Linked DNA regions of Mus musculus: regions 2, 3 and 4 are each linked to region 1. A link is a contact called in public Hi-C and promoter capture Hi-C data. All regions are on one chromosome and are shown on one strand. The core of a region is the stretch at or near the end of the contact, and the rest is flanking DNA. Distances in the headings are between cores, read along the strand shown.

Evidence for each region. Promoter capture Hi-C pulls out the DNA fragments that hold promoters and counts their contacts. A called contact is a pair of places that touch in the nucleus more often than the background predicts.
Region 2: a promoter capture Hi-C map of hippocampal neurons shows a contact between it and region 1, with 6 times the contacts expected there. The contact joins the promoter of Neurod1 here to the promoter of Zfp385b in region 1. A contact is called at or near these places in 3 of 39 promoter capture datasets (the 3T3-L1 cell line, cranial neural crest and hippocampal neurons), 2 of 484 Hi-C or Micro-C datasets (brain and cerebellum) and 2 of 115 datasets of contacts at active chromatin or transcription factors (astrocytes and embryonic midbrain).
Region 3: a contact with region 1 is called in a Hi-C map of cerebellum, with 2.3 times the contacts expected there. The contact joins the enhancer-like site here to the promoter of Zfp385b in region 1. A contact is called at or near these places in 2 of 39 promoter capture datasets (the 3T3-L1 cell line and hippocampal neurons) and 1 of 484 Hi-C or Micro-C datasets (cerebellum).
Region 4: a promoter capture Hi-C map of hippocampal neurons shows a contact between it and region 1, with 4 times the contacts expected there. The contact joins the promoter of Itga4 here to the promoter of Zfp385b in region 1. A contact is called at or near these places in 4 of 39 promoter capture datasets (the 3T3-L1 cell line, hippocampal neurons, maxillary cranial neural crest and 1 more) and 1 of 9 other capture datasets (embryonic stem cells).

What each region holds. Positions count from the first base shown.
Region 1 is chr2:77,813,151-77,819,644 of GRCm38.p6, forward strand. Zfp385b (zinc finger protein 385B) reads right to left here and starts at 3,666. Exons shown (of 10, transcript NM_178723.6): 1 at 3,402-3,666.
Region 2 is chr2:79,453,255-79,459,748 of GRCm38.p6, forward strand. Neurod1 (neurogenic differentiation 1) reads right to left here and starts at 3,382. Exons shown (of 2, transcript NM_010894.3): 1 at 3,297-3,382; 2 at 1-1,794. The coding sequence starts at 1,783. The coding sequence ends at 710.
Region 3 is chr2:79,396,098-79,402,591 of GRCm38.p6, forward strand. All of the region lies in intron 1 of Cerkl (ceramide kinase-like), which reads right to left. Among named protein-coding and RNA genes, the nearest start is that of Cerkl, 30 kb to the right of the region's middle. Within about 2 kb of position 3,289, at least 41 of the 459 cell types and tissues checked have an H3K27ac peak or open chromatin away from gene starts, as enhancers often do. A contact at or near this core is called in cerebellum, where this site is marked.
Region 4 is chr2:79,252,769-79,259,262 of GRCm38.p6, forward strand. It overlaps Itga4 (integrin alpha 4), which reads left to right and starts at 2,658. Exons shown (of 28, transcript NM_010576.4): 1 at 2,658-3,088; 2 at 3,410-3,531. The coding sequence starts at 2,892.

The DNA of each region.
Region 1 (6,494 bases), core at 2,416-4,915:
AAGAGAGGTCTGCTCCAGGCAGAGGGGGACTGCATGAGCACAGAGGAGCAGTGCAGAGGCATGCTGTGTGTTGAGAGAAAGCCACTGACTTCAGCACAGGGCAAGTCAGACTGTTGCCAGGAAGCACCGGACTGCACTTCAGAGGGCTAAACAGAGGCAGCCCAAGCCAGTAGGATTCCTGGGGCCCTGTTTATACCATGTAGGACTCCATTTTAGCAGTAGATTCCAACATTATTTTCTCAGTATATCACTGAACATCGGCAGATGTTTATAAGAGTCTCAGCCAAGGCTGTGGCTAGCACACGGCAGATTCACTCAATAAACGAGTCAATGAGGTCAGAGTACAGCTCACCAGCAGAGGACCTCGCTCTTAGAGCAGAGGTATACGCTACGGGGGCATTACAGAAGCGTTGACCAGTGAGGAAGTTTTCCTACGGCTTAGCCTCCAAAAGCAAGCATGAAATTCACTAGGAATGGAAGAGACAAGAGATGGCAAGTGAGTCCAGAAGCCAGCGTGGTAACATCTAGAAAAACGGAGGCAGACACGCTGTGGATAAGAAAGTGATGCTGTCAAGAGGCCTTGTGGAGACGGAAATGGTGGGACTGTCTGTGCACTGCATGTGGAAAGCAATGGTATGGGAGGAGGAGGCTCTGGGTGCTTGGGAGAATTGTGGAAACTGACACCAAGGCGCCCCTGCTCATTTAAAAGAAAGACAGTGATTAGAGTTTATGCTTAGATTTAGAAAGCAGGTGGTGGACTTGAGGCACCTGAGAGCAATGCAAGGCCTTCAAAGGGTTTCACAGGGCAAATATGATGTCTGGGAGGGAAAGCAAAAGTATGTCATCTTAAGAAGAAATGATCTAAATTAATAAAGGACAACACCAGATGAAATCTACAAAATGCAAAAGGAAGATAACCCAAAAAGTAAAGAAAACTAAGAGAAACCCATAGAGGAAGAACAGAAGGAGGTGGGGAAGGGAGAGGAAGAGAAGGAGGGGGAGAGAGAAAGAGAGAGGGAGAGAGAGAGACTATGAAGAATAGAAGATCATACTAAGATCTATGTGGAACAAGAGACAGAAATGGAGAAATGGTGATAGCAACAGTAATAAAATAGTGTGCAGAGGGGACAACAATAACAAAACCAAGCAAACAGAAGGCAGGGAAGTTCAGCATGCGTTGTCCTTTAGATCTAAGTAGAAGCTTGAAAGCCTTAGAAAGCCAATTTAGCTCTTTGTTTCCATGAACAAAGATTTTTCACATGAATTCACTCCTGTGATATGTTAGTTAATTGTTCTTTTTAACTATATATAATATATAATGATATGATATGTAAGCTTAATTAATATAAAATATCATATTCACATATGTCATTGGGCAGTAGCATCTTCAAACTCAGATGGAAGAAAAAGAAAACAGAGTTGGGATGTCTTGTTTATGGTACCCGACAGCACCCAGCATCATTCTATGTAGCTTTTCATCTCTAAGAGATGTTTGCTTTGATAGATCCTCTCTACTCCCAGAGCCAGGACATTCGATCATCATACAATAGTCCCACTCTGGAAGAAGGATCTTCCAACTGCTGTCAGCTCTCATTATCTGCTGTGCTTGGGTGCCAGGCACTAACCACACTTCTGTCTCTAATTTGACTGAGATGGAAATGCCTCCGTTTGGTTTCTTTCTGCCTCAGTCCAAAGAGACAGGCTGTTTTCTTTGGTCCTGGGAATCTATATACTGTTAAAATGCTGTAAGCTATCAACATTGTTTTTCTTTCCCTTAATGTCAATGGATTCTAATGCTTATAGAGCTCCTTTTCAATGATTTACCTAATAACCATAACATAATATTATGCAAATGAGATGCTTCAGGGATGATACTGCACCACACTGATACCTACCACCAGCACTATTCCAGCAAGGGCGGCGATCCTCCCCTGTTTGGGAGAGTTCACCTTTCCAAAAGCATTTACTACAAATGCGCCCACGAGAGGTCAAGGAGACGGACAAGAACAGCTTATTTGATTTGTGGTTTCACCTTAAACCTCCTCAAATCACTTTCAGAAACAAGTAAAGGTGTAAACGATAAATCCGCAAAAACTTGATTACTGAAAAATACAGAATCCGAGCAAGCAAGGCTTTGAGCACATAAACATATTTTCACCTTCCATATCTTAAGTAGCCAAACCTACAAGCCGGTATTTTACATTCTAAGGACATTCAACTATGACAGGAAAGGACAACCCGTATCAAAGCATGCATGACATTAAAATAAGATTGAAGGATTCTGGAAACAGGCAAAAGCAGACCCTGAAACACTAAAGGGAGTTATCTGGAGCCTAAATGTTTGAGATGCTGCACAGTAACTTTCTGGAAAACTGCCTCTTCATTTAATAAATATATTTCTCAGTCCTTCCCAAGCTGTATGGACGCTGCCAGTCTACCCGACAACACAAATGTTTTTGCCCCATTTGGAGCATCTATTTTGCCTATATTTTGCTTCATTGTGACAAAGTTTGCAATAGCCTCTGTGTGCTGCTCATCAGATAAGCAAAACCGGAGAGAACCGCCAACCTCCTTTCTAGATGAAAATGTTTCCAAATCCAGGAACTTTTGAGGTCATTCCAAAATTATTTGTGCTCATGGGGGCGGGGGCATTTTCTTTTCCTTGAAGGACCCAGGACACTCGCCATCTGAGTGATCTCCAGAGCCATAGGAAGCAAAGCATGAGAGACCTCCGTCTAGTCTTCTCCTCATCCCAAGGCCAGCACACAGCAGAGGCAAAGCAGATGGTCCTCCCCCTCCCGTTTCTCTCCTCCCTTCCGCTGTCCCGCAGAGTCCTCCCACCCTGAGCTGACACCTTCACCAGCTCTTGCTAACCCAGGCTGCCCTTCCCAGCTCCCAACAAGTGCAAACTTTGAGCATCTGCTCTCGAGCCGCACCATTCACCTTTCTGCTGGTCTTTTCTCTGCAGAATGCCCTTGGGACCCTAAGCTTCCACAGTCATCCTGCCCTCACACCTCGGTACCCAAATTATTCATTTCCCTCTGGCAAAAAGGGAGTCTGCAAAACCCCCCGGAGTTCCCGGGAGGGGAGAGGCACTGCCACTGACCCCCTGCGAGGCTTTCCTTGTCCCCCCCGTCTATCTCTATGCTCCCTTCCCACCCTGGCTTCTCCGAGCCCACCCTGGGGACTCCTTGCCCGACGAACTCCTACGTCCTACTCCTACGTCCTACTCCTTGACTCGAGGGGCTAGGGGGAGCCTCGACTCTGCGGCCGGGGCAGCGGCCAGGCGCCTGCCTCTACAAGTGGGGCGGCGGGACGCAGCGCAAACTCCGTCCCTCGCCTGGGCGGAGGCGGTGGGGAGAGGCGCGGACGCGGCGCGGGGCTGCTCGCCCCAGGCTTACCTCTGCGCGCGGGCGGCGGGCGGCGGGCGCGCGGGGCAGCCGCTCCTGAGGCCGGGGGGATGTGGCCGGCGCCTGGGAGGCGGCGCTCCCGCCAGGGCTGCGCTGGAGCTCCGCGCAGACGCTCTCCCGCGGTCTGCGGCAGCCCGGGGCGGTGGCACCGGCGACAGCTCTGCGCCGCGGGCCCCCGGAACTGTCCGACCCAGCGGGAGCGCGGGCTGAGCGGCCGCTCGCGGTCTCCACGCTCGGCGCCTGCGCGCCTGGCCTCGCCCAGGTGAGGGGCGTGTGCCGAGTCCGCGCGGGCCACGGGGACAGGCGTGAGGACCTGCGAGGCGCTCGGCGCGGGATGCTGCGGCTGGGGTGGGGAACGCCGTGGAGACGCCCCGGGGGCGGCGCAGCCTGGAAGGCCGCCTGGTCACCGGGTCCCACGCGCCCCTCAGCCTCCAGCAGGGGTCGGGGGTGGGGGGATTCCCCAAGGCGGGACGCAAACCTCGCGCGCGCGGGGGCCGACGTGTCACCTACTGGCCGAGCGGACTAAAACTCTTCTTGGAGATGCTCGCCACCAAGTATGGGCTCTGCCCCCGCGTGCAGCTCCCGGCTGGCGGGCGACACAGATCAGCCTCCGCGGGGACCCAGGGCTTCGCAGCCCAGCAAGGACCTGCGAGGCTCGTGCGCAGGGGAGGGGCTCGCCTGCTCCTACTGCCAGACCTCGCTGATTGAAGTTTCAAAAACTAAACCGTGTCAGGGGTTCCCCCGGTGTAAGCCATCTTCTGAAAATAGTGTAGACACAGCCAGGGCGCTTATTTCTGCGACGGAGAGCACTTCAAAGAAAACACTGGGGGGAAGGAAACATAATTTGAAGGGCTCAGTCTTCTAAGATGACTTCTTCGGGAAGAAATTCAAGAGTAACAAATGACAAGGGAACTGTGGAAGGCAGCAAAGACTGAAAAAAAAAAACAGATGACTCGACTTTAAAATATTTTTCTTTGGATCTTGTCTTAGATGATTGACACAAAGGCCATAAATAATTAATCCGGCAGCTGTTAATGTCTTGGCATAGTGTCCGGAGTAAATATCTTCGAGTCCAGCCAAAGCTAGTGCTGCTTCCGGGGTGGGTTTGAGATCTGATGAATGCACACTCACTGCATTCTGGAGCCTTCCGAAGGAGCAGCTTGCTTTTTTTTTTAAATCCACCTTGGAATGTCAGCTTATTGCAGGCGCCAGCACCTGAGGTAACCAGCGTGAGAAGGGACATTAATCTGACTGATGGTCTTTATATTTTTAGAATCCAAACATCTTCTAGCTGGCCTGGCTCGCTCTACTAAATACAGACCCAAACTGGTATGTTTATTATTACTGCTACCTCTATTCAAAATAACTACGGGAGGCAAGCTGCAAAATTCATAACCCCAAAAAGAACATGAAGAACTGTAATTGTTTGTAGAGTCCCTTTTTAAAGTTATAGCCGTAACATATCTTCCTGCCCATGAAGGTTATATTGAAAGTAAGCATTTTATGAGTCCTGAGAATGGAGTTCTGGCAAACGGAGAGCAGCAGGAAATTCTATGATCAAGGCATCCAGCTTCCAGGCCCTTGCACTTGAGAGTTGAAAGCAGCGAGGTTGCCTTAGCCAATACTACCGACCACAAGAATTAGCACTCCCAGAAATCTAAGGTGCAGGGGGTGAGGGTGCTTCGGAGGCCTCCACCCAACACTTTTAACTGTTCTTGGAGGGGAAGAAAATGAGCAAGCCCTATGGACTGAACACCTGTGAGAAGTGTTCCCCATGGCTTGCACAGTTTAGCAGGATTTGCAGTTTTTATGTCCTGCAATCTGCAACTACATCCTCCTCTCCTCTCTGTCTATTTTTAATCACTTATAGCTGAGATGTATGGTAGAAAATAATTTGAGGGTTGCAATTCCTAACAATAGCTGAAAGAAGCATAAAATATTTGCAGACGAGTCTCAAATTATTTTTAACCTGTGACCTAAGAGATAAAGAACTATGTCTTTCATGTCCCTTAACCAAGGCAGAATAGCGGCTTCTGGAAGCTCACACCCCAAAACAATCGGTACACTTTCCCAGAAAATACACTTCAATATAGAAACAACTATAAACTAAGAGATATATAGGGAAAATTAAATTAAACCGAAGCTTCTCTTCGAAAGTATGATCGTCTATTGGCAAATCTGGTTCTTTAGCCCACCTGACCTTTTAAAACCATTGTTCAGTAACAAGATCTGCCACCCTAAACTAGGAGCGTCCAGATAGTAACACACCAGGCTAGCACATCATGCAGGCACCCCTCACTGGCAGGAAAGAGCAGAAAGAGGTTCATTTAAGTCTTGCCCCTACGTGTGTTTATGAGGTAAGTGGTTCCTAAGTATTCCCTGAAAATCATACTAAATGCAGTCTAACTCCTTCCCAGCAATCTTGTTAATCCTCTTGCCCATTGGATACTAGTGGTAAACAGGCCATCAACAGATTTGAAAGCTTTAGAAATCACTTGGTTTTATGATGCAATAGCACATGTGAATTTGCACATGGTACATTATCTTATAAAACAAGCTCTGGTTAACATTATATATTTCTTTGCAGCCATCATTGAGACTCCATTCTTGGGAACATACTTTGAAAGCCACTTTGTCAAGGAACATAAAGCCAGAATCTAAACTTTAGCTATAGCTTTACAGCTTAGGACTTCCATTCTATGGTACACGACTGATAACAACACCCTGACTCAATGCAATTCTGGAAAGTCACGATACACAGAAATCACATAAAAGCACAAGGCACCATTGATTGATGGGTATATATCTCACTCATGTTTCTCATTTCCCTCATTGCCTGTCTGGGTGCTACGCAACCCTTCACAGTGTTTTAGAAATCCTATTTCACTTTCCCAACAGTCTCCACTAGGAAGCCTCGGTGATTACCTTGGAATGGCTCCACTGCTCCGTGATGAAGAAAGAAGAGTTTCCCCAGGGAAGGCTTGAGTTCTGACCATGCACTTAACTAGCATCACCCTCTAAAATCCACCTTTTAAAAAAGTTAGTGTGTGTGTGTGTGTGTGTGTGTGAGAGAGAGAGAGAGAG
Region 2 (6,494 bases), core at 2,132-4,631, 1.6 Mb after region 1:
AAGTGAGATGAATTGCTCAAATTGTGCAATTTGTTGGTTTTTTTTCTTTTCTTTTCTTTTTTACAATTAGAGAAGAAAGAAGTGCTAAGGCAACGCAATAACTTTCTAAGCACTTTTCTGCTGGTTTAAATTAGTTAAATTATTTTGTATAAATTAGATATAATTCTACTTTTCTGATATGTATAAAAATTGATGAAGCTGCATGGTTTTAAAATAGGAAATCCACGTTATAAAAAGTCATTAAAAATTCTGTACAAAATCACAACAAAATAATTCAGCATGGGAAAGGTCACAGGTAGTAAAATGCTGGTTGAAAAATATATATTTATATATATTTTAATTGGCCCATTACTAGTTTAAAAATTGCATAGATCCTAATTATTGCTTGTGATTTTTTTTATCCCGATCAGATAATTAATACGATCTGAATACAGCTACACGAAATTCGTGGTACACATTTTCTTTTTTACTTTACTGTATTATTATTTTTAAAATAGAAGAGCTATAGAAAACAATACATAAGGTGAACAGGAACTTTGATCCCCTGTTTCTTCCAAAGGCAGTAACGACAATAAATACATATATCACTTGAAGCTTTGAGTATTTGCACTTTGCAGCAATCTTAGCAAAAGGGCTGCCTTCTGTAAACAGGACAGTCACTGTACGCACAGTGGATTCGTTTCCCGGGAATAGTGAAACTGACGTGCCTCTAATCGTGAAAGATGGCATTAAGCTGGGCACTCATGACTCGCTCATGATGCGAATGGCTATCGAAAGACATAATGTTGTCTATGGGGATCTCGCAGCGAGGGGCAGCGGCACCGGAAGAGAAGATTGATCCGTGGCTTTGGGGCCCTGCCAGCGTCGCTGCAGGGTAGTGCATGGTAAAGGCATAATTTTTTTCAAACTCGGCGGATGGTTCGTGTTTGAAAGAGAAGTTGCCATTGATGCTGAGCGGCGGGCTGAGGGGTCCGTCAAAGGAAGGGCTGGTGCAGTCAGTTAGGGGGCTTTCAAAGAAGGGCTCCAGAGCTGCGCTGTAGGCGTGTGGCGGCGGCTTGACGTGGAAGACGTGGGAGCTGTCCATGGTGCCGTAGGGCGGGCTGGGCAGTCCAGGGGACTGGTAGGAGTAGGGATGCACCGGGAAGGAAGCGCTGGCGGTTGGCAGATGCGGGGGCATGTCCGGGTTCTGCTCAGGCAAGAAAGTCCGAGGGTTGAGCTGCAGGCAGCCGGCGACCAAATTGGTAGTGGGCTGGGACAAACCTTTGCAGAGCGTCTGTACGAAGGAGACCAGATCAGGGCTTTTGCCTGAGCGCAGGATCTCTGACAGAGCCCAGATGTAGTTCTTGGCCAAGCGCAGTGTCTCTATTTTAGACAGTTTCTGGGTCTTGGAGTAGCAAGGTACCACCTTGCGCAGGTTGTCCAGCGCCGCGTTCAGCCCGTGCATGCGGTTCCGCTCGCGGGCGTTGGCCTTCATGCGCCTTAATTTAAAACGTTCTAGGCGCGCCTTGGTCATCTTTTTCTTTTTGGGACCCCGTCTCTTGGGCTTTTGATCCTCCTCCTCCTCTTCTTCTTCCTCCTCTTCCTCTAGATCCTCATCTTCCTCCTCCTCCTCTCCCCCGTTTCTCAGAGAGTCCTCCTCTGCATTCATGGCTTCAAGCTCGTCCTCTTTCTTGTCTGCCTCGTGTTCCTCGTCCTGAGAACTGAGACACTCATCTGTCCAGCTTGGGGGACCTTGGGGCTGAGGCTCGCCCATCAGCCCGCTCTCGCTGTATGATTTGGTCATGTTTCCACTTCCTGTATTGAACAGGGAGAGAGGCAAGCAGAAGAAGAAAGGGGGGGAAATCCACCCGCTATATTTAAAAGCTGGATAAGCCTTCAGCTCCCTCTCCCTAATCCTACAGAAATGCACACAAATAGAAATACACAGGAGTCCACTGCAAAATGGATGCCTCCAGGAAAAGTTAAACGCAGTGCTTCATGCTGGCGTGTCTGTACCTCGGTGCTGCGTAGTAGGTACCACTAGGCCTGTCATGAGTGGCTATGGGTGCCTTTCCTAGTGATCAGCTCAACTGTGTGCAGGGCAATTATCTGGCCAGGTGCCCTGTGTGGAAATGCGTACAGAGTGCATGGTTTTCTGACTGTGTCCCAAGTCACTCCCAACTCACAAAAACGATGAGTTTGGAAATGGAATACTCTGAACTCATCTCTGCTCTGGCTTCGCACTACTTAGAGGTTTAAATAAATTGAAAAGCCATTACGTAATTTCCTAGCACTGACCCCAATTTTTAAAGAAGATTATATGGAAGGGAGAGCCAATGCACAGAGGAGGAAAGGTAGTTTCCATCAAATTATTTTCCTATCGACAACACATTTGGCCACAGAAGTGGGCACAAGTCTTCCATCCCTCTCTTGCCTTTCTTTCTTTGCCTCACCACCCCCCCCCCACGCCCCCGCTAAATTCCCACCTTGTACAAAAGCTCTGGCTCCCAGGCGAGGCTCTCCCACGCGCTGGGGATCAGGTGCAAAAGGCTCCTCTCTAATAAACAGCCCATTGAAAGGGCCGCCCGCTCTTTATTGGGGCTTTTCAAAGTTCGCCTCAAACCTCCCTTTAAAAGATGGAGTAATTACAATGGTCAGCGACTGGCAATGGTGAAGGTGCTGCTTCTCATAAGAACTGTAAAAAGCCTTTAGTAAAACAACTGAATGTCTGGCCCCAGCATGGGGACTTGGCCGCCTCTGGGACAGTAACAGGTAGCAGGAAAATTTCCTTCCTTTTCTCCCCCTCTCCCTACATTTCAGCTAAGCTATTTCAGAGTCCAATCGGTTTTCCAGTACTACATTCTCCTGAAATAGATAGTTTCATATGCACGATGAGCCTAAATATCTGTACACCAAATAAAACTATGGGCAGCAGGTGTTTTTGTTTGTTTGTTTTGTTTTGTTTTGTTTTTCTCTTTCTCTCCTTTTCTCCCCTGAATAAGTGAGAACTGGAAGTGGTTGTTTGCTTTGGGGACTTTCAAATAACCGCTTACAAATAATTACAGTTACTCCCCTCCCCAAACATTCTAAAAGCTTCTATACTATTAAAAATTAAATGTAATTAGAAAGCCTGCAGGGGGTACTTGAGTGCTGGGACTCATTACGTGCGAGTACTTGTGGGCAATTACGAGGAGGGACACTGATCTCAAATATAGGGACAACCGACTCCACAAATGTGCGCATGCAAAGTACCAAGGTACAGCTCTTCAATTATTGCTTTTATTCTCGGGAGAGTAAAAAATAGGAATCATAATTACCTGTTGTTAAAAGGTTCTGAATAGTGACGATCTCATAACCCTGGAGCCTCGGGACACCTTGCCTTCTGCGTGGGCGAATTCCTCGTGTCCCGGTGGCGCGGGCGCTAGGGTTATATAGCCGAGTTGCTGATGCTGAGCGCGGGCGGGGCCGTGAGCTGAGCAACGAGCAGGTCCCTGCGCCCCGCAATCGCGCACGCGTCCAGACTGAACGACTCCCGCCCTCATTCACCCCTCCCCAGAACTTTCCTCCCGCCCCCTTCCACCACCACTCCCCTCACCCCCACAGTACCTCCGCCCCTGCTCCTTCCTCCCCGGCATGCGCCATATGGTCTTCCCGGTCCAGCCAAGAGCCGGGAACCACGTGACCTGCCTATTTGTATGCCGCGGAGCGCTCCATTCCGGCCCCTTTGTGGCCAGAAGAAAGTGGCCCATCTGTCGCCAGTTAGAGACTCCGCGGACCTGTTTTTACCCGCAGGAGAGATTAACCCTTTGTGGCAGCAGAAGACAGAGGACATGTGGGGGGGGGGGGGGTTGCGGGAGGCGAGCTGGAAAGGTAAAGAAAGATCACTGAGTCTATGTCCTAGCCTGAAGACTGCTTTAGCGCAGAGAGGTAGACAGAGGTGAACCACTCACAATCCCAGATACTGAGGTGCACTGAAGGGTCCTTCCCTTGACAATGGTCTCCGGTGGTGCAGTTTGACTTTGTTCTCTCTGGAGAGGCCCATCTCTTAGCTTCTACCTCTTAGCAGAGGCTTTGCTTATTGCCACCAAAGGGTGGCTGGCTTCTAATCTCCATCACCTCTCTAGGCAAACATTTATTTCATATAAAAACGACCTCATCTGGAAACACAGCCTTGACTCAACCTTCCTGACTAGAGCATCTTCTAGAATCCTTTGCAAGTCAGCTTCCATACCCTACACTTGAACACTCCAAATGTAAACCTAACGGTCACCTGCTCCTACCCCAGAGACTTCACTAAGAGTCTTCAACTCTAAACCCTAGAATTTTGTGTCTAAAGCTAGTTTTTGCCAGCAGACCTTGGCTCCGTTGGTTTTCAGATGCTCCTGGAGTAATGAATGACCTCAGCTAGCTCATCTAGGGAATGCTAAGATTAAACAACCCCGCACCAGAGGTGGGAATTTCATCTCTGACACAGACCATAATTCAATCACAGCCTTCCTTGAGCCCCTAGTGCTCAATCTCTGGGGCCTTGGTCAGAAGAAGCTCAAAGAGAAGCTGCAATAAAACTCTATTCAATGTGCTGTTTCCCTTTCTGGGGACTCTGTGTTTTGAGTCAAGCAAAGTCTATTGTGGAATAGCCTTATCTATTCTTAAATAAGGAGTCTTTATTTTCTCCATCTGAAGGAGGAATCTTTCAGATGGATGATCCTCCGTCCTTCTAGCCCAAGAAAAGTGACAGAGGAGGAGGAGGAATGGTTGGCCTCCTTTCTCTTTCCAGTTCCTCTTCTAACTCTTCATTAAGTTCTTACCCTCTTCAACCCCTTTGCAATGAATGCATCCTACTTGAATTGCTTATGTAAAGGCAATTGCCCTTGAGTTTGCAAACAGTGTCAGGGTTGAGTGGCTGGAATGGGGTACATCTGGGAAAGGGGAGGGGGAGAGGGTTCTAAGGAGATCCTGGGCATTTGCAAGATATTGAAAGTAACCTTCCAGACCCGGAACGAATCTAAAAAGAAAAGCAAGGCATTGTGGGAGTTCTTTGGTGGCCTAAAACATGGCACCAATCATTCTGGGATTCTAGAGATAAACTGCCTGGAGTTTTTCTTTTTCTTTGTTCTGTCAACTGGCTGAGAGCAGAGCAAGCAAGGAGCATTGTCTTTTTTTTTGGGGGGGGGGGTTGTTTTTTTGTTTTGTTTTTGTTTTTTTTCATTTACTCTGGGTGTTGCGTTTAAATACCTGGATCCGCAGAAAAATCTTGAAGGTTAAGCACAGTAGAGGCAGATTTTATTGGGACAGCCCTTCTATGAAGAGTTGGCATATCCTCATTCAGTGAAATGTAACTCGGATTCTGGCTCTCACCTCTCCATTTTAGGGGATGCTACAGGAGAGTTATTGGGGAGCGGTGGAAGTTATGGCTCAGGGGATCTGACTAACGGACCAGGGAGTTTTGAAAAGAAAAGCTACACCTGGATATTCCCGGAACTTGAAGTAAGATCTCTCTTTCCTGAATGTTCATGCTTTGCTGCATTCTAATGTGGCCTTGATTCCAAGTCGGAGTTACAAACACCAAGGCTCCCAGCAAGTGTCCTCCGAGCTCCGGGGAAGCAGTGGGTGCCTAATAAGGATGGGGGGTTAAGTATTTTTGCTTTGTGAAAGTATGTGTGTGTTGCGGGAAGGCGCAAGACTGCGGGACGGGGGGCGGGGGGCGGCCGCACCTGAACTGCACCCAGCTGGAATGCAGAGCGCTCGGTGGAGTCCGGCGCTGGGGCCCATGACCCTGGCCGGCTGCCTTGTTCTTATGCGCTGGTGGGTCTGCTGGGACAGTGGCTATTTCCCAGTTATCTCCGCTTGCCTGACCGGTGACCGCACTCCCCCAACTTTGGCCCCACCAGCCTCCCTAGGCAGCCGGGCGGCACGCGAGCTGCACGCGCAGGCAACAAAAGCCGCTTTTCATGACTCAGTGCCCTCGAGCAATGCCCTAAATCTGCCACCCCGCCGGGCCCTAGTCCCCAGCGCCGCACTGGACCCGACGCGGGTCCGTTACAGCCTCAGCCCTGGAGCCAGGGAAGCAGAGGCCTAAGGGAAGAATAGGGGAGGAGAGAGGACAGAGCAGTATGGCCTGGCTGTGGGGCAGGGGCGCATTCACAGAGCTAAGATAAAGAGCTGGGTCATGGCCTGCAGCGTCCCGGGTGGTGACCTGTTTTTCTCAGAAACAGATGCTTACTTTCCGTGAAAGGACCCAGTGTGTCTGTAGCTGCCTCACCGACTCGGATCGGCTCCCAAGCCTCTTCCTACAGACCCTGGAGTTAGGTAGCCCGACCTGGGCATGTTCACACCCTCCCCCAGGAGCCCACTGTTACCCAGCATAGTTCTTGGATACCTTGGGGTGCAGTGGATCGCTAGAGCCAGCAGCTGAGAACTAATGCCCCCTCTTAGGCGAGGGTAACTGCAAGGCCCTTAGAAGGCAAGGTTCTGACAAGACTACTGGGGTGGCTATGGCTTTCCTTCTCTGCCTC
Region 3 (6,494 bases), core at 2,039-4,538, 1.6 Mb after region 1:
ACTTAAATCTCTTATAAATCACAAATTTATAGATAGCAACCAGAAGTCAATATCACATTTGGTAAAATGACAAACCGAGAAGCCTTTACAGGAACAAGAATGTCTACTGGCACCCTTGCTACCCCAGGGTATTTCAATACACTGGTTAACCATCAGGAGATAAAAAGTGAAGCCTGGTGCTGCAAAGAGAGGCAGGATTCAGACTCTAACTACTGGCTGTAGCAGGACGTATTTCTAAGATTCAAGTGAGTCCATCTAAGCATTAGACTCAATGAAGATTGCAAGTGAATATGTCTACCTCTGAGAAGACATAATGGGGCAAATTAAAGTTGCATATCAATTAGCATATGATACCTTTGGAAACGGCAGCAACTATTGATGCAGGAACTGATGAGGGAAGGAAGTCATTTAAAATTTCCTGAAAAACCAACATGTGAAAGGAGGTAGACTAAGTCCCAAGATTACAAGTCTTGCAAGTCTAAAATCTCAGTGTTCAAGAATATTTCTGATAAAACTTTAGGTAAAACTTCATTGGGAATTTTTTTTTTTTATGTTTGGATGAACAGGGAATCTGTTCAAATGACTTGCAAGTTCTCTTGGAGTAACAGGCTGTATTAGCTAGGAAAAGATCCTAAAGACAAAACATTGGAGGCAATTGCTGTCCCCAGCAGGTATAATTTGCAAAGTGGCAGTAATTTCAATATCTAGAAACAGAAATGAATGGAGCACAGAAATGTATGTGTGTATTTGAAAATTCACTAGTATATTTATCTAAAGAAATCTAAACTATGTGGAAAGGAGTAGAAAGTGGTTGCAAACTTATTTGAAGAAATAAAAAGAAATAATTTATCTCATAAATTACAGCAGTATTTCTAGATTAGAAATTTATATAGCCTTAATTAAGTTAAAAATGCATCAAGCATGATAAACAGTCAGACACTCAGAGCTCAAGTTGCCTGACCTAAAAAATCATTTGATCACTTTAAAAGTCCTAAAATTCATAAAGAAAAGTCACAAAGAGAGCAAAGGCCAAAGAGTTATTTGCAACACTTTCATGGAAAAGAACTTAGAAGACTCAAGCAGGCATTCCACAAAAGAAGGAATGCAAATCAAGCAACAAACACGTGAAGAAGTTCAACCTAATTAGTAATCAAAGAAATGCAAATTTAAACAACCAAACACCACTCTGCCTTCTAGGTTGGCATGGGATCAAAACTAAGGGTAGGCCATGGTACAGCTGAAAAGGAAGCAGTTTTAGAGCAGCAGAAGCAGGCCAGTGGTAGCTGCTGGGCACTATGCTGTGAGCATCAAAAGATTCCCAAATGTGAATTGCAGCAGTATTCATCATAGCAAAATGATTGGAGCTTCACTAGTGTCCGTTCAGAGGATGGTAGAATAAACCATCCTTGCCTTTTGCAGCTTTTATTGAATAAGTGTGTGTCCGCATCCAGAAAGACATTGACACTAAGAATGAATGCATGTAATCAAAGCAAGTTACAGAGCTGGAGAGATGGCTCAGTGGTTAGGAGCACTGACTGCTTGTCCAGAGGTCCTGAGTTCAATTCCCAGCAACCACATGGTGACTCATAACCATCTGTAATGGGATCTGATGCACTCTTCTGGTGTGTCTGAAGACAGCTACAGTGCACTCATATACATAAAATAAACAAATCTTTTTTAAAAAGCAAGTTACACAGTTGATTGTGGGGGGGGTTGAACCCACTTACATATTATTTAGGAAGAAAACCAAGAAATAAAATAACCACAGAAAATGCTTAAGCCTAGTCACCACACAGAGAGATAAAAGCGAGAACATGAAGTGCTGGTTTTCTCATCAGTCTCCAGCTTTCCCTTCCACAGTGATCAGCAGTCGGGGTAATTTTAAGTGTAGGAAAGGGGAAAATTGGGGGCACGAAGGCTCAGTGGGGAAAGAGGTTTGGTGAGCTCTGAGCAACTCCTGGCCATTGTCCTCTAATATCCACCCTGGCTCAAGCACTCTGAAGGAAAAAAGGAGGGAGGGAGGGGGGGAGGGGGGGAGGGAGGGAGGGGGGACGGAGGGAGGGAGGGAGGGAGGGAGGGAAAGGCTTTTTGTGTGCAGAGTTTTTAACTTGCTTTTCAGAATTAACTCCAAAACAATAAGTAATAAACCCAGCTGAAGGAAAAGGAAAGCTCACCCAAGTGTCACTGAGGTCAAACTTGGAAACAACTTGTGTGATAATAGAATGTGTGTTTCCTGAAGCACATTGATGTAGCAGAAGACTGTAGCACCATTGGAATTTAGTGTTCTGTGTAGAAATGGGTCCAACAAAAAAGGCATGTTAGAACTCTGGGAGCGCTTGACTTGGAAATGTTTTTATCAGGAAGCTTTGGCCTAAATGTTTAATCAGCAGTGTGGGCTGGGCTTAGCTGCACCCTTTAGGTTTTGAAGTTTGTAAGCAATGAGCAGGAGACCTGCTGGCTCTGGGTGAGGCAACACAGCCAGCCTCCTGGATCAGAGGTTAATGAAAGTCTCCCCAGTTGCCTGGGGAAAGCCCTAGGGCTAGCCTCAGGAAAGGCTAAAGGTTCTGGGCATTATCTGATGGGATAAACTGAAAATCTTAGCTCATTATTTCTCCTCAGCCACTACTTCGGGACACCCTTTGGACACTCTCAGGGTACACAAATATTCATTATAAACATGAGTAAAGAAAACAAAAGAAAATCAACTGTGTTGTAAAAAGCAGTGTTGGTTCCGTAAAGATGGATTACCTGCCTGTGTCTCTCTAAGGATTATTTTAAGAGTGACTTAGATTCCTTTTTGTCTACAAATGAATCAGGAAGAGGCTTTTGAAAGTAAGTGCTGAACAAAGGGCTGAGATCTTAAATCTCTGCTTGGATTCCATTCTCTTGAATGGCTGGGCTGAGTCACACTGGCCACTCCTGGGATCGTATCGGTTTCCGTCACAAGGAAAGCAAATATTCACATAATGCCACGTGAAAGCCATATTTCCATGAACCTATGATGATCAGACTGTAGAATAAAGAAAGAGTTCTGAAGAGAAGCACCATGCCCGCTGATTTTTCTGGGCATGTGTTTCAAATGTGGCTCTACTTCCTACCTTAAGAACAAGTGGCACAGCTATTAGGAAGACTCTGAAGTACAACTTCATTTATAAATTCATATTTGATATCAGGAGATACAAATGCAGAAATGGTCTACAGGCACTGTGTTGCAGGCTACCTACATTAACCCCTCACACAGTGTAGAGCTCTGGTTGGTGGCATGTGGCTCGTTATTTGAAATCTATTGGCTCATTAGGATCATATTGGTCGTTGCTAGTTGCTTCAGAACACTAACTGTCCTCTCGCATTACTTACAGAGATACTGGGGCCATCTGTTCTTGCAAGGGATTTAAGTATGCGTCTATTGGATAGCTTGCTATTTATTTAATTCAGCACCCACTTCCTATTGTATCTTCTTGGGGGAAGGGGAGCCAATTTAATTACAGGGAATAAAGATAACCTTTCCTGGCAGGTTACCAGGAAAGCAGGACCTGTTCAAAATGGGTTACAGTGGCAAATAAGGAGAGCAAAGCCAGTGACACTTAAGGATAGTGAGCAAAGGTTTAACAAAAATAGGACAGTGAGCTGCACTTTTAAAAATATTACTGTAAGCCCAGGGCTTGTCTGCATCAATCTTGGCACATCTGCCTGATGCGGACCGTAAACAGGATTAAAGCTGGGTTTATCTGCCTGGTGCTAATTGTGCTCACAGTTCCTGCACATGTCCACTTTTTAAAACGTGGCTTGAAAAACAGCCTGCTGGATAGATGGCACTAGCACAACACCCTGAACACACACACATACACACACACTCTCTCTCTCTTTCTCTCTCTCTCACACACGGTGTATGTCACATTGTTAGGCAAAATGATGCCTAACAGGGTATTTTTTTTTCTTGGCTCTTCAGAATTACTTATCTAATCCCCTAATTAAAAATACAAAATTCTGTTTGAATACACCACATACTGAGATAAATCTGTGAAGCAAGGGACCAATAAATTTGAATACACTCTAATTGTAAGTAGAAAACACAACGTAATTGTTAATAATCAGGTTAAACTAGGGTTTACACAAATAGGGCCAATCCTGTAGCAGACTGAAAATGTGCTTCAATGTAATGCTCTCCTGGAGAACGTGGCACAGCGTTGGAGAGCAGAGGTGCCCAAACTCCTAAGCACACATGAATATCAAGATGGAGATATGGTGAACTAGTATTCTTATCTAGTAAAAATATTAGAAAATTTTCGTCTTATTTGAGAGAAATTCCAAATCCACTGTCTTACACTTTTACTAAACCAAATTTAATATTGGAGATGATTTTTCTGCCTGTGGGTTTCTTCAATTTAACTTTTCCTATCGAGTGTAAGTACCTCAAATATGTCTTGTAAGTCTTTAAACACTGGAAGATGTAAAGACATTTCTTTTCTTTCCTTTTCTTTTCTTTTTTTTTTTCTTTTTTCTTTTTTTTTTTTTTTTTTTTTTTTTTTTTGGTTTTTTTTGTTGTTGTTGTTTTGTTTTGGGTTTTGGTTTTTTGAGACAGGGTTTCTCTGTATAGTCCTGGCTGTCCTGGAACTCACTTTGTAGACCAGGCTGGCCTCGAACTCAGAAATCCGCCTGCCTCTGCCTCCCAAGTGCTGAGATTAAAGGCATGTGCCACCACGCCCGGCGTAAAGACATTTCTGCATCAAAATCAAAATGTACTAATGAAAAGTTGATACATTTTAAATAGTCTCCTGTAGCTCGGGTTTTAAAATACAGATAAAAATGCCAGTTCTTTATTCGGAATAATGCCCAAATTTTCTATGCTAAATCTATTTCTTGAGATATATATATATATATATATATATATATATATTCATGTTCCAGACACCTTGGCCAGTTCTGAGAGATCAGAGGGTTCTTTAAATTTCTGCCAGTAACAAAAGATATGCCTACATCTGCAGTGCATAATTTGGGGAGAGTGGGTTAAGTAAGCCATTCAAATGCCGAAGAGAAGCCAAGCAGCTCTATGGGTCATTCTCAATGGTAGACTTATAGGATGCACAAATTCAAAAGAATTTCCATTGCTACTAAAGGCAGCAATACTCCATTACCTGTCATGCTGACGTCTGGCAAAGCACCTGCTTTGGACACAACTATAGACAAGTCCATTCACTATGACTAGTAACCCCCCACATTCTCCACTAGTGGTTCTTGGCAAGGAAAGAAAACTGCTTATTTATGTTTAGTTCTTGTGTACCAAGTATAAAGTGTCATTGCTGTGAACAGAGCAATGGTCCTCTCCAGAAGAGCCCAGGAACCACCCAAGTTGACAGCACCAATTGCCTTCATGGAACACCATCTCTACTTAGAGGACCAACTAACTGGGAATGTATCTAGGGTGGGGAGAGTGTCTGCTTAGCATGCATGAAGCCCTCCTGGGGTTTGGCCCCAGCAGCACACAAACAAGTTTGGTAGGACGCATTTAATTCCAACACCAAGGAGGTAGAGGCAGGAGGATGAGAAATTAGGGTTCTCCTTGGTTACATAAACAGATCAAGGCCGGTCTGAGCAAAAGACCTGCTGATAGGGAAGACTGTGGCATTTAGTCATAGCTATTTGCCAAACTTTCTCTGGGAAAATTAACAAAACTAGCCAAAGAGCAAAACTGAAAGTTCTGTCCATAAAAAAATGAAAGATTTAGAGGAAAATCAGGGTTTTCTAAAAGATATATATTACAGCTCCTCATCTTAAAGGAATTTTCTGGAGGTATTGGCAAGGATTATTTGACTTTTAAAAAATATTTTGTAATAAGATGTATGTGTCATAAAACTGTAACAGAGGTACCCAGCTTTCCAAATAGTCAAGGGGATATCATAAAAATCACATCTGAGCTATCAGTTCATTCAAACAGGAGAGAGAGAAATCAGTTGGAAGTGTTCAGATTCTACATTAGAGCTCACCTCTAAGAAGCCAGGACTTGCTGTGCTCTGCCTCAGTTTCAGAGTGATGCTGACAGGCAAAAGTGGAATGGTTTCCTCTCCTACACCCGAGTTAAGCTCAGTTTTCCTCTACACATCAACCAGAACAAGTATTCACAGCAGACTGGAGCAGTAAAGTGAGAGGCCAACTCTCTCCTATCCTATCAGACATTGAAGAGGATCCCAGGACTCTAAGACTGTGAAGACCGTGGCACTGCTATTATACTGTTTGATGAAATGTCTTAAATAAGTGTGATATTTATATTAACATGTAATGGGTTTACTACTATTATTTTTATTTTTTATTTTTCTGTGATGCTGAATAGCTAATCTAGGGCCTTCTATATGCCAGGTAAACACTCCACTGCTGAGTGATAGCCCTGGCTCTTTCATTAATATTTTAAAGTATCTGTAATCTATAATATAACAAACATCAGTGGATATAACTTATATAAATAACATCTTTTGGTTGTTTTCAATAATTTAAGTTTG
Region 4 (6,494 bases), core at 1,408-3,907, 1.4 Mb after region 1:
TGTATGTGACTATCCTCTGAACCTAGCAACTGCCACCTTGTGGAGGTCAGCTTGTCCCTCTTGCAAACTGATTATCCCAAATGGACCTGTTGACTGTTTAAACAACACATGGAGAAGTGAGGAGGGTCGGAGACCCTGAGTATCCAGCTGCTCCCTACCACCTGGTGTATGAAAGCCTGTTTGAGTTGCTATCCTTTGAAGGAGGGGCTGAATTAAGTAATCTCCAAAAGACTGGGAGTGGGTCTCCATTGATGCCTCTACAAGGAACCCTTCAGTCTGCTGGTTTTCCAGGTGTGGTGTGTTGGGAAAGAGAACCCACATATTAGTAAGTAACTCTCACTTATGCTTCGGAAGAAACACAACCAACATATAGATTCCTGTGCTGGGTATGTCAACTTGACTCAACCTACAGTCACCTGAGAGGAAGAAATCTCAATTGACAAATTGCTTCCATAAGATGTGGGCTGTAGGCAAGCAAGCAAGCCGGTAGGACTTTTTAAATGTTTTTTTTTTCTTTTTCATGTAATGATAGAGTGTGGGACAGTCCAACCCACTGTGGGTGGTACCACCTCCACCCTGGGCTGGTGTTCTTAGGCACCATAAGAAAGCCAGTTAAGTGAGCTACCAGAAGCAAGACAGTGGGTTCTCCATCAGCTCCTGCCTCCAAGTTCCTGCCCAGTTTGAGTTCCTGTTTTGGTTTCCCCTTATGAAGTATGATTCAGGATATCTAAGGCAAATAAATCCTTTCCTCCCCCAGGTTGCTTTTGATCATGGTGCTTTGTCACAGCAATAGGAACCCTAACTAAGACAGTTCCCCAGAGGAAAGGAATTTCAGAGTCATGCCTGGGTTTGCCAATGGGACGTTAGCACAAGGGGTAGACATTGTTTCTATCTCCCCAATGGGAGGGGATTTTTAGCAGCAGGGCTGTTTTCAAGTCCTAAGGGAAGGAAGGAGGGTTGTCTTGGCTTGTTGAATAATACTTCTGGAAAAGTAGCAAATTGTAATCTGAATGATAGAAATGAGGACCTGCCCATTAGCCACTGTACAGCTATCAGTGCCAACCAGAGTTTCACCATCCCTTCCCTGCCTGTGGGGCTCAGGAGGCACGTGCTATTTTATTTTTCAGTCCCTCAACCAGGCTGACCGGCTCCTCCCTCGTGCCTCTTCTCAGAGTGTGTGGAGCCCAACTCAGCGATCCTTGCCTTCCAGCTCTCTTCAAGTGTTCCCAAACAATTAAACTTTATGGAGTAGGGAACTTTTCTTTTCTACTATCAGGCCAAAAATGTTGCTGGGTGCTCCTCCAGGCATCCTGCTGATTTGTTGTGGTGTTTCGAGGACTGGGGGCTGCCCACTGCATGAGATGATCTGACTCAGTGAACAGCGACAGCTGCGGGCCTGTGATTCTGTTGGTGTAACTGGCAGACACGGACTTTCTTTCTTTCTTTCTTTCTTTCTTTCTTTCTTCCTTTCTTCCTTCCTTTCTCTCTCTCTCTCTCTCTCTCTCTCTCTCTCTCTCTCTCTCTCTCTTTCTTCCTTTCTTTCTTTCTCTCCCTCCCTCCCTCTCTCTTTTTCTTTCTTTCTTTCTTTCTTTCTTTCTTTCTTTCTTTCTTTCTTTCTTTCTTTCTTTCTTTCTTTCTTGTCATTTGTCTTTTTTTTGCAACAAAGGTAAGAGGGCCAGCATCTCACCTGCTAACACTCACCAGCACTTGCCTCCTGCTCCAGCGTGAAAAGCAGGGAATGGAATATGGAGTGTAAGACATAAATTAAAAATAAAATAAAATTAAAAAAAAAAAGAAAAGCAGCACACAAGGAGTATGTTCAGCAGAGGCCCATCTCCTGGCTTAGGTGTGCTGTGACTCTGATCTCTGGTGGCTTTTTAGAAGCCTGTTATGACCTTGTCTTAGGCTGTGTCTACACATCTGGTGGTAGGTATGTCCTGGGGTAACTGAGTGTGTACATGGGGACTAGTTATGAAGAAGTGAGCAAGGGGTGGAGTCTGCTAAGTGAGGCAAGTCACAGAATTTCCTTAGCTTGCCTGGGTTTTCTGTGTTAGGCTATTGCCTGGCTTGCTCATGCGTATAGACTCTATTTAAGAGGAAGTGTATAGAGAGGAAGGAAGCCTGCATAAAAGGCTGCAGGCCTGGGAGTTTTGAAGAGACTAGCCATATACTTTTGTCACCAAATGCTCCAATAGGGCTGGGGCGGGAGGGGGGGGGGGCAGCAGTTTTGGCTTCTTGCAAACTGTGTAATTTCTGTATGCTACACAGCACATAAGTGACAGAGGAAGTTCTGGAAGGTTCTCCACAGTCTTAGTTCCCAAATTATTGGCCACTGGGACTGGCCCTGGAGGCCAGTCACTTGGTGAAGTCCCGCAAGGCATCAAGCCTTAGCCAACTTTCAAAAGGGAATCCCCTGATCTGTTTTGTGTTCCCCCAAGGGTTATTTTTGCTGGGCCCCAGAAGCCAGAGCCACTGTGTGTGATGTCTGCCAGGGTGTGAGTCCATGCAACCTAGGTCCCCTAGCGCCCCCTACAGCTGCTGCGGGGCGGGGATGGGGATCGGGTTGGGGAGAGGGAGGCCAGGCTGTGAGCCACTGCACCACACCCAGGACCCCACCCAGATCCTAGGAGCACCCGGCCCCTGGCTCCGGGGCCACAGAAACGGGGCGTGGGCCAGAGCCTGAAGCATCCCTGGCCACTACGATCGCTCCGCCTGTGGCCACCAATTCCCCTCCTCTTCTGGCGTCCCTCTCTCCGCCCCTGTCGCCTGCCAGCACCGGACACGCTGCTGCACTTCATCTCTTGGGGCGCTCTTCTCTTTGGCCAACCGTCGCATCCTGTGCAACTCTGGTCAGTGGCCGTTTTGTGTTGAATGTTCTCCACCAAGAGCGCATGGCTGCGGAAGCGAGGTGCAGACCGAGGTCCCGAGGGATCGCCCTCCGGGAAGCGGTGATGCTGTTGTTGTACTTCGGGGTGCCAACCGGGCACTCCTACAACCTGGACCCGGAGAATGCACTGCTGTACCAGGGCCCCTCCGGCACGCTGTTTGGCTACTCGGTGGTGCTGCACAGCCACGGGTCGAAGCGCTGGTGAGTGCGCCCTCCCCAAGAGGCATGTCACAGCGCCTCCGCCTCTGGGATTCCTTGTATGAATCAAACTTTCCGCCCTCCTGGGAGGTCAGAGAAAGACCTGGCTTCAGCCAGCTGCCTCACTGGAGAGCCTTGGAACTAACTTATCTTGGGATGGCAGCCCCCAGGGTGCTCCTGAGTCCTGGGTCTCCAGTCATGGGAAGAGGAGGTGGGTGCCACTTCCCTTGCTGACCACTGCACAGCTGTCACAAGCCAACACGGGGCAGAGTGGGTGGGCAGACTGGTTCACGTCTGAGCGAACTTGCATGGTTCTTGCTTTAGGCTCATCGTGGGGGCTCCCACTGCCAGCTGGCTCTCTAATGCCTCAGTGGTCAATCCTGGGGCGATTTACAGATGCGGGATCAGAAAGAATCCAAACCAGACCTGCGAACAGCTCCAGCTGGGTGAGTTGGGTCCCCAAAACAAGACATAATGAACTTTCTCCCCTTCGTGGGTCCACTGTTGGGCAAGTCCTGGAAGACACTATGATGCTGGTCTCTTCTGGATTAAAGTACAAGCTTTTCAATTTTAACCCCATGCCAGCTTGCTCCTGAGAGTATTTTCCTCTCCTTTGCTTGCAACTGTATGTGATCTCAGTATCTTCCAAACCTCTTTCAGGGGAAGTCTCATAGGGTGGCTTCTGGCAAGCTACCTTCTACCAGTCCTAGAACTCTTCCATGTGTAAAATCTGTTTCAAAGCCTTAAAACCCCTCTCTGGCTGAGGACCCAACTTCTCAACTTTGTTCTAGCGTGAGCTGCACATCAGGAATAGAAACTTTGATTGAGCCTATATCCCACCATGTAGCCTATATCCCACCATGTAGCTTATATCCCACCATGTAGCTTATATCCCACCATGTAGCCTATATCTCACCATTTAGCCTATATCCCACCATGTAGCCCAGGGATTTTTCTTCCCCTTCCTTTAAAAATGACACTACCTACCATAAAAGAATGGGAAGAAAAAAACAGCATGCCTTTTGTTAAAATCATAAATATAGGAGGTCTGACATATAATTACTAATTTTCCTCCCCTCAAATTCTCCTGTAAAGCAGGTCTGTCTTTCAGCCCTCGTTTCTGTCTTTATTTAGGTTTTCAGCAACTTGAGAAATGTGCGCTGACGGCAGAGGAGACAAGTTTCATGTTTCAAAGTCAAAAGCAAAGTTGCTGCGCACAGACACATGGGGAAAGAAAGGGGAACTAATATTAATTTAGATCTATCTTGCTCTCAGTACTGTTAAGCATGGCTGTGTATATTGCTCAATGTTTTCCCCTCACAGCAGCTCTAGTGTATGCTTGTACTGCTTCTGCTTCCTCAGGGCTCCCACACAGAGAGCTGCAGGTTCCTTCTTCAAAAGTACTTACCTAGACTCAGGGTTATCACTTCAGGTATACATCTTCAGTGAGGATAAAAACTAAATGAAGGGTTTTGGTGTACTGTCTGGAGATATGATCCATTATCGATGATGATGAGCTAAGGGTGAGAATTGCTACTTTTTATATTTATCTGTAAGTGGAAGGTCTACTTGAGAATACCTGACTTTGTCATAAACCTTTTCTATTCATCGTCGTTGTTTGTTTGCTTGTTTTTTGTTTTTGTTTTGTTTTTTTTCTGTTTCTTTTCTTTGCACTTTTACCCCAGCACCCATAAGAATGAAGGAGTTATGTGTACACTGGATTAAGCTACGGCTGACACTAAAGTACAAAGGATTCTGGGAGTAGGAAAGCACAGGGAGAGGCGAAGGAGGAGAAGGAGGAAGAGGGGGAGGGGAGGGAAGACAAAGGGGAAGGGGAGAGAACAACAAAACAAATTTTACTTAGAAAAAAAAACCCTACTATGAAACTTGATTCTTTATAAAAGAGGGATGGGCCTCTGAGCATCATTAGGCATCCCCTCTTCCAAGGGGCAGACCTGGGCTCATAGAAGACTCACAGACTTGTGCATTCAGAATGGTTACTTAAAAAAAAAAAAAGGTATTTTCATTACCTGAGAGAGTTGTGTAATGAGTGAAGCCTTGATCTGACAGCAGTTCCTCAAAGGGTCTCAGGAAAGAGCAGCTTCTTCTTCTATGGGCCTGGCATTCTTTCTGTGACATTAGAAACTCTGGTGGCTACATCCTGCCTGGAGGATACGCCATCTATTTCTGGATGTTTGTATTTAACTGAAAGGGGATCATGTCCTGACATATTATATAAACTTTTAGATGTCAGCAACTGTCAATTAAAGGAAAACCTAAGTTCACTGGGGGTGCGGAGCACAGAATTCACTACAGAGGCATTTGAGTACAGTGGTTACTTAAGAGATATGAAGTTCTGGGATGGCTGAATAAGGGGAAAGCACAAGTTTTATCGTCATCAACTTGTTTGCTGGGTCAAAATTCAGCCATGGTAAGCCAAAGCAACATTTTTTTACCTTCAAGATTTGAGTCAACAACAAAAATACTGAGATGAAAGAGATCACAAATGAGTCTGAGGTCCCAGTCAGTTGAATGGCTACTGTCTCAGCTATGGGAACACTCAGAAGAGTTTTGTAAGGAGCATGCCTGAACTTACTTCTCAGAGAAGACTCTGAACAATACATTCTCAGTTTCTACGGAGAAAATGGTTCCTTTATTAAGAACAAATTCAAAAGTAATTTAAATCTAGAAGGTAAAATACTGACGCTAATGTCCAGAAAGAAAGCTAAAAGATCACCAGTTGATTAGCAGAAACATATTAAGATTGCAAAGTTTGTAGACTAAGCATCACTACTTATAAACATATTTTGTGTATGTGTGTTTGTGAAGAAAGAAATGAGGGAGAAAGTTATCTATATATACACGAAGTCTTCTGTATGTTCTGAGTGATATTATTTATATAATTAATTATAATGATATATTGTCTTATCTATAATGTGGTTGATTATATTCTAAAGTTCAAACGTTCTTAGCCTATCCAGGAATGGTGCCACATATCTTTAACCCTAGCACTCAGGAGGCAGAGGCAGGTAGAACTCTCTGAGTTCAGTTCCAGATCGGTCTGGTCCATATAGCAAGTTCCAAGAAAGCCAGACCTAAGTTATACCCTGTCTCAACCCCTGCCCCACTCGCACCCCAAATACTTAGCTCAGTATCAAATACGTACCAGCTATTCAAAAATTAGCTGTTCTTTATTTATCTTTTTAAGACTATATGTGACGTCTGCAGTAAAATGTTATCAAAATAAGTAATTAGGGTCAATTCATAAACTAAGTAAAAAATGTTAATTATATAAACAAAAATATAACAAATTTAAATGAAACAAAATAAGAATGAAGTCATTGGTCCATGAAAATGGTTATACTAAGGTAGAGCTATTGGCAGTAAGTAACCTCTTGCCTCTGGAAGA